Linked DNA regions of Mus musculus: region 1 is linked to region 2. A link is a contact called in public Hi-C data. All regions are on one chromosome and are shown on one strand. The core of a region is the stretch at or near the end of the contact, and the rest is flanking DNA. Distances in the headings are between cores, read along the strand shown. Region 1 holds the start of Pgam1 (phosphoglycerate mutase 1). Region 2 holds the start of Blnk (B cell linker).

The links. Hi-C and Micro-C count contacts between places; a contact is called where the count stands out from the background.
Region 1: a contact with region 2 is called in a Hi-C map of B cells, with 8 read pairs. The contact joins the promoter of Pgam1 here to the promoter of Blnk in region 2. A contact is called at or near these places in 1 of 39 promoter capture datasets (pre-B cells), 1 of 484 Hi-C or Micro-C datasets (B cells) and 1 of 115 datasets of contacts at active chromatin or transcription factors (embryonic stem cells).

Annotation. Positions count from the first base shown.
Region 1 is chr19:41,909,124-41,913,490 of GRCm38.p6, forward strand. It overlaps Pgam1 (phosphoglycerate mutase 1), which reads left to right and starts at 2,748. Exons shown (of 4, transcript NM_023418.2): 1 at 2,748-3,063. The coding sequence starts at 2,925.
Region 2 is chr19:40,992,809-40,996,888 of GRCm38.p6, forward strand. Blnk (B cell linker) reads right to left here and starts at 1,413. Exons shown (of 17, transcript NM_008528.5): 1 at 1,204-1,413. The coding sequence starts at 1,250.

The sequences.
Region 1 (4,367 bases), core at 1,498-3,997, 920 kb after region 2:
TTTTATGTATATGAGTACCCTGTAACTGTCTTCAGACATACCAGAAGAGGGCATCAGATCTCATTACAGATGGTTGTGAGCCACCATGTGGTTGCTGGGAGTTGAACTCAGGACCTTTGGAAGAGCAGTCAGTGCTCTTAACCACTGAGCCATCTTTCCAGCCCCCCACCGCCACCCCCACACAACCACTCTTAAAGGGAGAAGGGAGGGCCTAGCTGTGTAGCGCTGTGAACTATGAACCCGTCTGTGAAGATTTGTTCCAAACTGAATACTGAGTTGCATCTTCTCCCAGTGCCAGGAAGGAGGTGGTGGGTGCTAGTCAATGCACAGAGGAGGCCCCTGAACAGTTTGCCTTTGTGTTCTGGTTTCTCATCTATAATTTTTTTTTGGGGGGGGGGGGAGAGACAGGAAATCTTGTAGCCAGCCAAAGCTGCCCTTGAACTGATCCTCTAGCCCAAGCGGCTGGGACCAATGCATCTCTGTCTATTATGCTCATTTTAAAAGATGAAGCTCTCAGCAGTTTGAGATGAGATTCTGCAGTTTGAGGGCTGTAAAGTAGAAGAGTGGCCTACACTTTAATCCCAGGACTTGGACCAAGGCAGCAGCAGGAGGATCTCTATGAGTTTGAAGCTGGCCTGGTCTATGCAGTAAGTTCCAGGTCTACCCAGGCCAGCTAAGAGCTACATAGTGAAATCTTATTTAAAAAAAAAAAAAAAGTTGTGAATCAAATTCTACCCCAACTTTAAGGTCAACGGATTGCAGCAAGCCTGTGGGTGCCACAGGCATAAGAGTGTGGCTTTTGAGCCAGCCGGTCACGGTTGAACTCAGTTCTTGTAACCTCAGTGGGACTGTCTGTCTATCCTGCTTTCTCATCTATAGTGTATGTGGAACAAAAGTGCCTGCTTCAAAGGTTATTATGAAACTAGATGCCTTTAATCCCAGTACTCAGGAGGAGGAGTTCAAGGCTAACCTGGTCTATACAGCAAGTTTCAGGACAGCCAGGGCTGTACAAAGAAACCCTGCCTGAAAAAAACAGAAGGGGGGGGGAGAAAGAAAGAAAGAAAGAAAGAAAGAAAAGAGAGAGAGAGAGAGAAAGAAAGAAAGAAAGAAAGAAAGAAAGAAAAGAAAGAGAGTGAGAGAGAGAGAAAGAAAGTAAGAGAAAAAGAAAGAAAGAAAGGAAGGAAGAAAGAAAGAAAGAAAGAAAGAAAGAAAGAAAGAAAGAAAGACAGACAGACGGGGGGGGGGGGGAAGGCGTTAATACGCATAAAGCACAAAAGCACTAACTCTGTTTAGTCTGTAGTAGGTACTTGACCATCTCATGTTAAAACTTTTCTTGGCTCTCTGTCGAAAGTACAGAAAGTGGCTCAGTTCTGTTGTCAATTGTTTAAATGTGGATTTTGCTCTCCACTAAAAGGACAGGAATTCATGACACTATCTTAGTATCTTAGTAATAGGCCACTGTCTGGCTAATGTTTAATGCTCATGAAGAAGTTTAATGGAAATAAACTAAGAGTCCACAGCCTGGGCAGGAGAAATTGGTCCTAACAAGTGGATACTAAAATTGGGGTAAGGAGAGACAGACATTCCTTTTTGTAATGTTGTAAGGGCCTAACGTTTGCTTCTCAGAAGGACATGAGCCTGTACACCTACACAGGAGCTTCCACACACTCTCAGCTACAGAATCAACATTTAGTAGAAGAAAAGGGATATAGAGCTGTTCTCTTGGGGCTGGCGACATGAGATGGCTCAGCAGGTAACTAACTGCTCTTCTGAAGGTCCTGAGTTCAAATCCCAGAATCACATGGTGGCTCTCAACCACCCATAATGAGATCTGATGCCCTCCTCTGGCATGTCTGAAGACATCTACAGTGGCCTTATGTATAAATACATATTTATTATTTATTATTATATAATATGTAGTTATAAATGCATATGTATATATTTATTATTGTACTATTATTTTTATAATAATAAATAATAAATTTATGGGCCAGAGCAAGCAGGGCCGACTGGAGCGAGCTGGGCCTACCAGGACGAACAGAGGTCCTAAAAAATTCAATTCCCAACAACCACAGGAAAGCTCACAACCATTTGTACAGCTACATAAAAATAAATAATAAATCTTAAAAAAAAAAAAAAAAAAAAAAAGCTGTGCTCTAACTGGCGTGATGAACCACGCCTTTAATCTAGCACTTCGGTGGCAGAGACAGGAAATCTCTGAGTTCTAGGCCTGGTCTACAGAACTTGTTCCAGGACAGTCAGGGTTACGCAGAGAGACTGTCTCAAAAAAAAAAAAAAAAAAAAAAAAAAAAAAAAAAAAAGCAACAAACTAGAAACAAAAAACAACAAAACAACCCAAAAGAACAATGTTCTGTTGAAGGGAAATAGCAACAACCCACGTTTAGGTTTATAGAGTATTTTACAAGTGAGGCTGAGACGTCTTATGACTTGTCCGAAGTACAAGTTAAAAGGAAAAGGGTGTATATTGGAATTGCGCAGGGATGGGACTGTGGCCTGGCAGGGCTGAAGAACTGGTCAGAGGATAGTTGATCATCCCTAAAGAGGAAGCGCGGCGTGTCCAGTCGGCGCCTGGAGCTCAAGCTCGCAACCAGCACCCTCCGCGCTCCTTGCTTACGTGCGCTCCGTGACTGCCGGGTAGCACGCGGGTACCGCTACGTACAACGCATGCGCACTGCCGCCGCGGTGCACTACACCCCCCCCTTAGCAGGCCGCAGAACTTGCCTGAGGCGCATGCGCACACGGGGCGGGCGGCGGTCTGTCGAGCGAGTGGAAAGATTTCGGGGAGAAAGTGCGCGGAAGCGGGGCGGGAGACTGTAAGTGCGCAGGCGCGACCGGGGCGGGGGGCGGGCTGCGAAGAGAATCTCGGCGATCCTCAGTTGCTGCTGCATCCTCTGCCCGTCGCCATGGCTGCCTACAAGCTGGTGCTGATCCGGCATGGCGAGAGCGCCTGGAACCTGGAGAACCGCTTCAGCGGCTGGTACGACGCCGACCTGAGCCCGGCGGGCCACGAGGAGGCGAAGCGCGGCGGGCAGGCGTTGCGAGGTACGAGCGGGACGAGCGCTGTGTGGCGTACTGGGCCAGCACCGGCCTAGGGGTCGCCTGAGCCCCCGGGCCCTCTCGAGAGGCGGGCACTTCGGTCGGCCTCTGCAGTTGAATTTTCATCTGGGGAGGTGAACGCAGGGTGGGGAACCCGCTTGTCAAGGTCACCCCGTTAAGTCTGAGAGTCTGTGCCAGAAAGAGGGCACAGCCGCCGCTAGGCTAAAATCTGTTCTTCCGGTCCGAGCAGCCCCACCTGTGGCGCCCAGGACCCTTTAGGGTACCACGAGGGCCTAGGGCGCCTGGCGGACGATTCCCCGTGACATCAGTGGCTGTACCGGAGTATACTTGAGGCGCCTGCCCATCATGGCGAAGCGGCAGGTCACGGGCTCGCCCTGGGTAGTGGGGGGGTGTTAGGTGGGGATGTCTAATGGCCTTTGAGACAACCTGGAAACCGCGTGCTTCGGAGAGCTTTGTAGCACAGCAGCAAACCACAAAACCGAATCCAGGAATGTGAGTGGGTGATTTCAGTTGATGCTCTCTCCAGCCCTATGAAGCAGGCAGATCTAATTTCCCTCCTTTTTACCTCTCTCCGTCCTCTTGTTATAGTTTAGAAAAGTGACTGGAAAGATTTGTCCAAGGTCATACAAAACTTAGTTCTAATCCAGTGTCCTTGCCCCATTTCTGGGTGGAGTAACAAGTAAGTGTGAGGAACTGGCGGGCCCTTGGCCAAGGACAGAGGCAGAGCAAAGGGTGAAAGCGTCCAGGAGATAAGCTCGCCTTTGCCTATCCATGCTGGGTGCCCCGCACCACCCACAGTTCTCTGTGATTTTGGAATGCTAATAAGAAAGCAAGGCCTCCCCGCTCCCTGTAGTGAAGAGGCACTTCTCTTGGTGATTAGGGCACATCCTAACTTGGACACGGCAGTAGCTGTGTAAAAGGGTTGCTCATGCCTACCTGAAGTGATCTTGTGTCTTGGTTGCCCTCCCTAGCTTCTTGTACACCCTTTTCAGATGAGGGAAGATTTTGAATACGAATTCCTGAGGCAAGGAAACATTGCTTTTTGAGATGCATGGCCTATGTAGGAGAGGCTAGAAAAAAGGAAAGTACTGGTTAAGGAAGCCATTTTCTTGAGCTCTGTGCCATGAAGCACTGTGTAGACCTGTGGTAGTTTGCTTATGCCTAGCTCAGGACAAAGTTAACTGCCTCTGTTCTCTGGGTATAAGATGATTATACGTTGAGCTGGAAAATAACAAGATCCATTTCAACCTTAAATACTATAGCACTAAGTTTTAGAACCTCACACGTTA
Region 2 (4,080 bases), core at 163-2,662:
CACTTCGTGGCCCCCTTATTATTTCTACGATGTCTGCTCTACCCTTCCCTTCCGTGAGATGCACAGCAGAAGATGGAGGGTGCCTGTGGGACCTTCTAACTTCCATGTTAAAGGCTCTGTGGCTCTCCTGGGTATCCTCTATAAAATGGCTGACCAGCTGATGCTGCCCGCTGGTCTGGACCCCTTAGTACCTCTCAGTCTGCCTCTTACCAAACCCCTCAGAGTGAGAAGACCCATGTGCCACCGTGAAAGACTGTCCTTCTATCAACTCCATGTCTTTTCTTGTCATTTGTCTCAGACTCTCCAGTGCTCCATCCCTTAAGTATGACCTCATGAAAGTCCAAAGTTCTAGCCTGCACATGGAATATAACACACCCTTAAACGTTTGAAAGTTCCAGCCTCTGAGAGTCATCAGCCCCACTTCAGAAGACAATGCTCTTCAAACTCAAAAACTGGGAAGTCATCTTTGCATGGTCTCTTGACGTATGTATGCCTTAGGCCACTGCTGGCTTATTCTTTCTTAGTATATATTTCTTTAAATTGCCAAAGCTGTTTTTTAAAATGGTTATTGTTATTATCAGTATGTGTGTGTGTATGTGTGTGTGAAATGTGTGTGGGCATGATGTGTCAGGGCATGCATGTGCCAGGCTGGCAGTGACTGTGGAGTCCAAGGACAGCTTTGTGGAGTTGCTTCTCTTTCCGTTTTTTATCTGGGTTGTGGGCATGGAACTTAGATCATCAGACCTGCACATTCAGCACTTTATCCAGTGAGCCATCTGACATTCTAAAATAGATAGTCATGAGGGTACTGGAGAGACGCGTAGTTCCCCCAATAAACTTAGGGTGAACACCCACAAAACAAACAAGAGTCAGTAAGCGACAGTGACTACAAACGCTCTTCACACCATGGATGAGCCCCTCCTCAGACTCAGAAAGCTGGCTGTTGCTAGCATGTGGGCCATCAAATTTTCTATCTTCTTGCCTTCCCAGAGCTTCACTCTTTGTCCCATCCCTGGCAAAAACCAGCCAAAGCAGGTTCCTTCACTCCTCCTACACGTTTCTTTAAAAAGCTGATCTACTTCCCTATAGCCATTGCTAACCGATTGGCACTGGTCAAGTATCCCAAGGTTTTGGTGCCTCTGAGCGCTGGAGGAGCCCTAGAGGGCAAAGAAGAGGAATAAGGCTCCGAAGGGAATCTCTTACCTCAGCTTCTGGCTGGCAGGGACAGTTATCTTATTCAGCTTGTCCATTTTCTTGAGAGAGGATGTGTCGCTGTCCAGGGGGGTGTCAGCAGCTCCTGGACTTCCTGGGGAGCAGCATGGTAAGGCTCTGGCCTCAAGAACTCAAGCCACTGGAACTGACTTCTGCGAGCAACCCACAGGCTGCTGGCAAACACCCCTGCACAGGGGAAGTAAAACTCGCTGGAGCGCATCGCCAAGTTTCATGTTTCTACGAGGTCATGTGATCCAGGGAGTCAGCCAGCCTGGCTGATTACTGTGCGTTGTGTAAACTTCGGTAGTGAAACCTTATTGGGCATGCAAATCCCTTCCAGTAGCTCTTTTATGATCAGGTGTGTTGCCAGGTTGGATAAGTTTCTGACTGAGCACTACTTCCTGTTTGTCCCAAACCTTAGGTAGTCCCTGTTTTTAGCAGATGGCCAGAGTCACCCTGCCACTTCTTAGGTACAAGGAAAAGCTGAATAATCAATTATATCTGGATGGCTCTTTGGGGGCTTTCTGCTCATTTGCATTAAGCCATGGGTTAGCCTCTTCTTCTTAAGAACTAAGACATGAAATGGACAGTTCTTGTCACCGAGGTCACAGCAGTGGTCATTTAAAATGTGATAGGTAATTCTTTGTGCAAGGTCAAGGTCACTTAGGGGTGGGGAAAGGCGACCCTATCGTATGCTGTGTGGAGTCAGGAGTTGCCTTGCTGAAAGCTTGCCATTTTCAAATAAAGACAGGATACACTCAAAAGTCAGCTGAGGACAAGCCTAGTGATTTCCCAACACATGACATCAGGCGGATGCCTCCTAACTCCCCTCCATGTCTTCCCCTCTCATCACACCCAGTGCGACATGTCAGGTGTAGGGGTATCCCAAGCACAGTGAAATCCCACACCTGCCTCTGACCCCATCTAGACAGTTCTGCTATACTCCTCGAGACAACAAAACACAAAAAACAAAAAAATGAGAGGGCGTGTTCTTTCTTCCCCTTGGACCTGAACACCCCCACCCCCACTCACCTGGCACATCCTAGTCACCTTTGTGAAAGGAGATTACGTTCTGAACATTATCAAAGGACCATCGACCTGGGTCTAAAGAATGCACGGGGGGTTGGAGGGAGACAGAGTGGAGGGATTTCAGTTATCTCTCCTGTTATAGCTTCAAGGGCCTGGCTGAGGAGAGAGTGGGAAGGAGGACCAGGCCAGAGAAGGGAGGAGAAGAGACAGAGAGCAAACCCGGATTTCTTCCCGCCCCTGCCCACCCCCACCCCCAGGTTCTTTGTTCAAAGAGGAGCTCTTCGGTCCTCCTGGTTCCTTGACTGTTCACGTTCATGCACTATATCTGAATTTGCCATTCTTCAGGATGTCCGAGAGCTGATGCCTCAGAGTGGTTGAAGGGTGAGGTCCCTTTGCAGAAGAGTAGGGCATCAGGAGAGAAATGCAGACACTTGCTTCCCGTAACTGTTGCCTTTCTCTAATCTGCCTGCACGGTTTTCTTGCAATGTATCCTGAAGGAGATCTAGTTCCCTGCCCCGCCCTTCCCACAGCTCTTAGCAGAAAGGAACATAAAAACCATATATGATGTCATCAAGGGTCAGGAGAGTCTGGCCAGGGGGGTGATAATAGCCTTTTGTTCCTTCTGGATGGTTGTAAAATGCTTCCAATTGACCTGCGGACTTTCCTCTCCACCAACTCTGTCGAGCACCTGGTCTGGCAACTTCTTATTTCCCCAGAGAAAGAGAGAGGGTCGAGGGTTCCACTTCTGCTTTTTCTTTTTACAGCCGCTTGTCTTTCTTCTTTTTACTGTATTCAAGTCCGACACGATGAAAACGAGAAACTGCTTTTCCAGGCCGGTGTGTTGCAGTTCTGCCCCGTGTGGTGTGGAGTGTGTGGAGTGGGTCAGTTCAATGATCCAAGCCTGACCCAGTGGCTTTCCTGCTGCCACGGCTTGCCAAGAAGGGTTGATCACGACTGGGAACCGGTTACCAAATCTCAGCTGCTGACTTGTTAATGAAGTGAGACCACACAGTGTGACTCCACAGCTTATGCCTTGAAGAGCAGCCAGGCCCAGTCTACAACAGCAGGTACACAGATGACTGAATCACCAAAGTACCACGACAAATGCCTTTTAACAACTGTGAGTCACACATACCACGGAGAAAGCCATATGGCACAATCACTTTGGAAGGAGGTTCGTGTTAAATGGTGCACATGTTTGTGAGGGTAGGTCATAGGGTCTATGAGACATTTCTAAGCTGATAAACCAAGGTCACATGCAAGAATGTTCAGTGAAGCGCTGCTATTCCCTCCTTCGGGGCCTTGGGCAAGCCGTGCAAGTGCTGCACCACTGAACACCAGCTTGCTTTCCTGTTTCTAACAGGAAAAACAAAAACCCAGTCTTAGCAATGGTCCAGTTAGTTGTCCATCAACAAGACAGTAATGAATGATTGGTACCATTTTTCACATAAACAGATACTATTGAACAGCGGAAACCAGTGAGCTCCAGTTGTATCACTGTGGATAGATGGCAAAAATAATATTTTCCTCTTTAAAAGTATTTTATTACTATTTTATGTGTATTAGTGCTTCACCTGAATGTATGTCTATCTATACACCTACTTGAATACTTCTGGGGAGTAGGGGCCGGAAAGCATTCGATTTCCTGGAACTTCAGGTACAAACAGTTCAGGTGTGAACCTCCATGTGGTTGCTGGGAATCAAACCCAGGTCCTCTGAAAGGACACAGATGCCCCTTAACCACTGAGCCACCTCTCCAGCCCCAGTTTTTAAAATATAATTTAAGCAATAAAGACAAACTGAAGAAGCAAATGTACAAGCCTGCAAGACGGCTCAGTG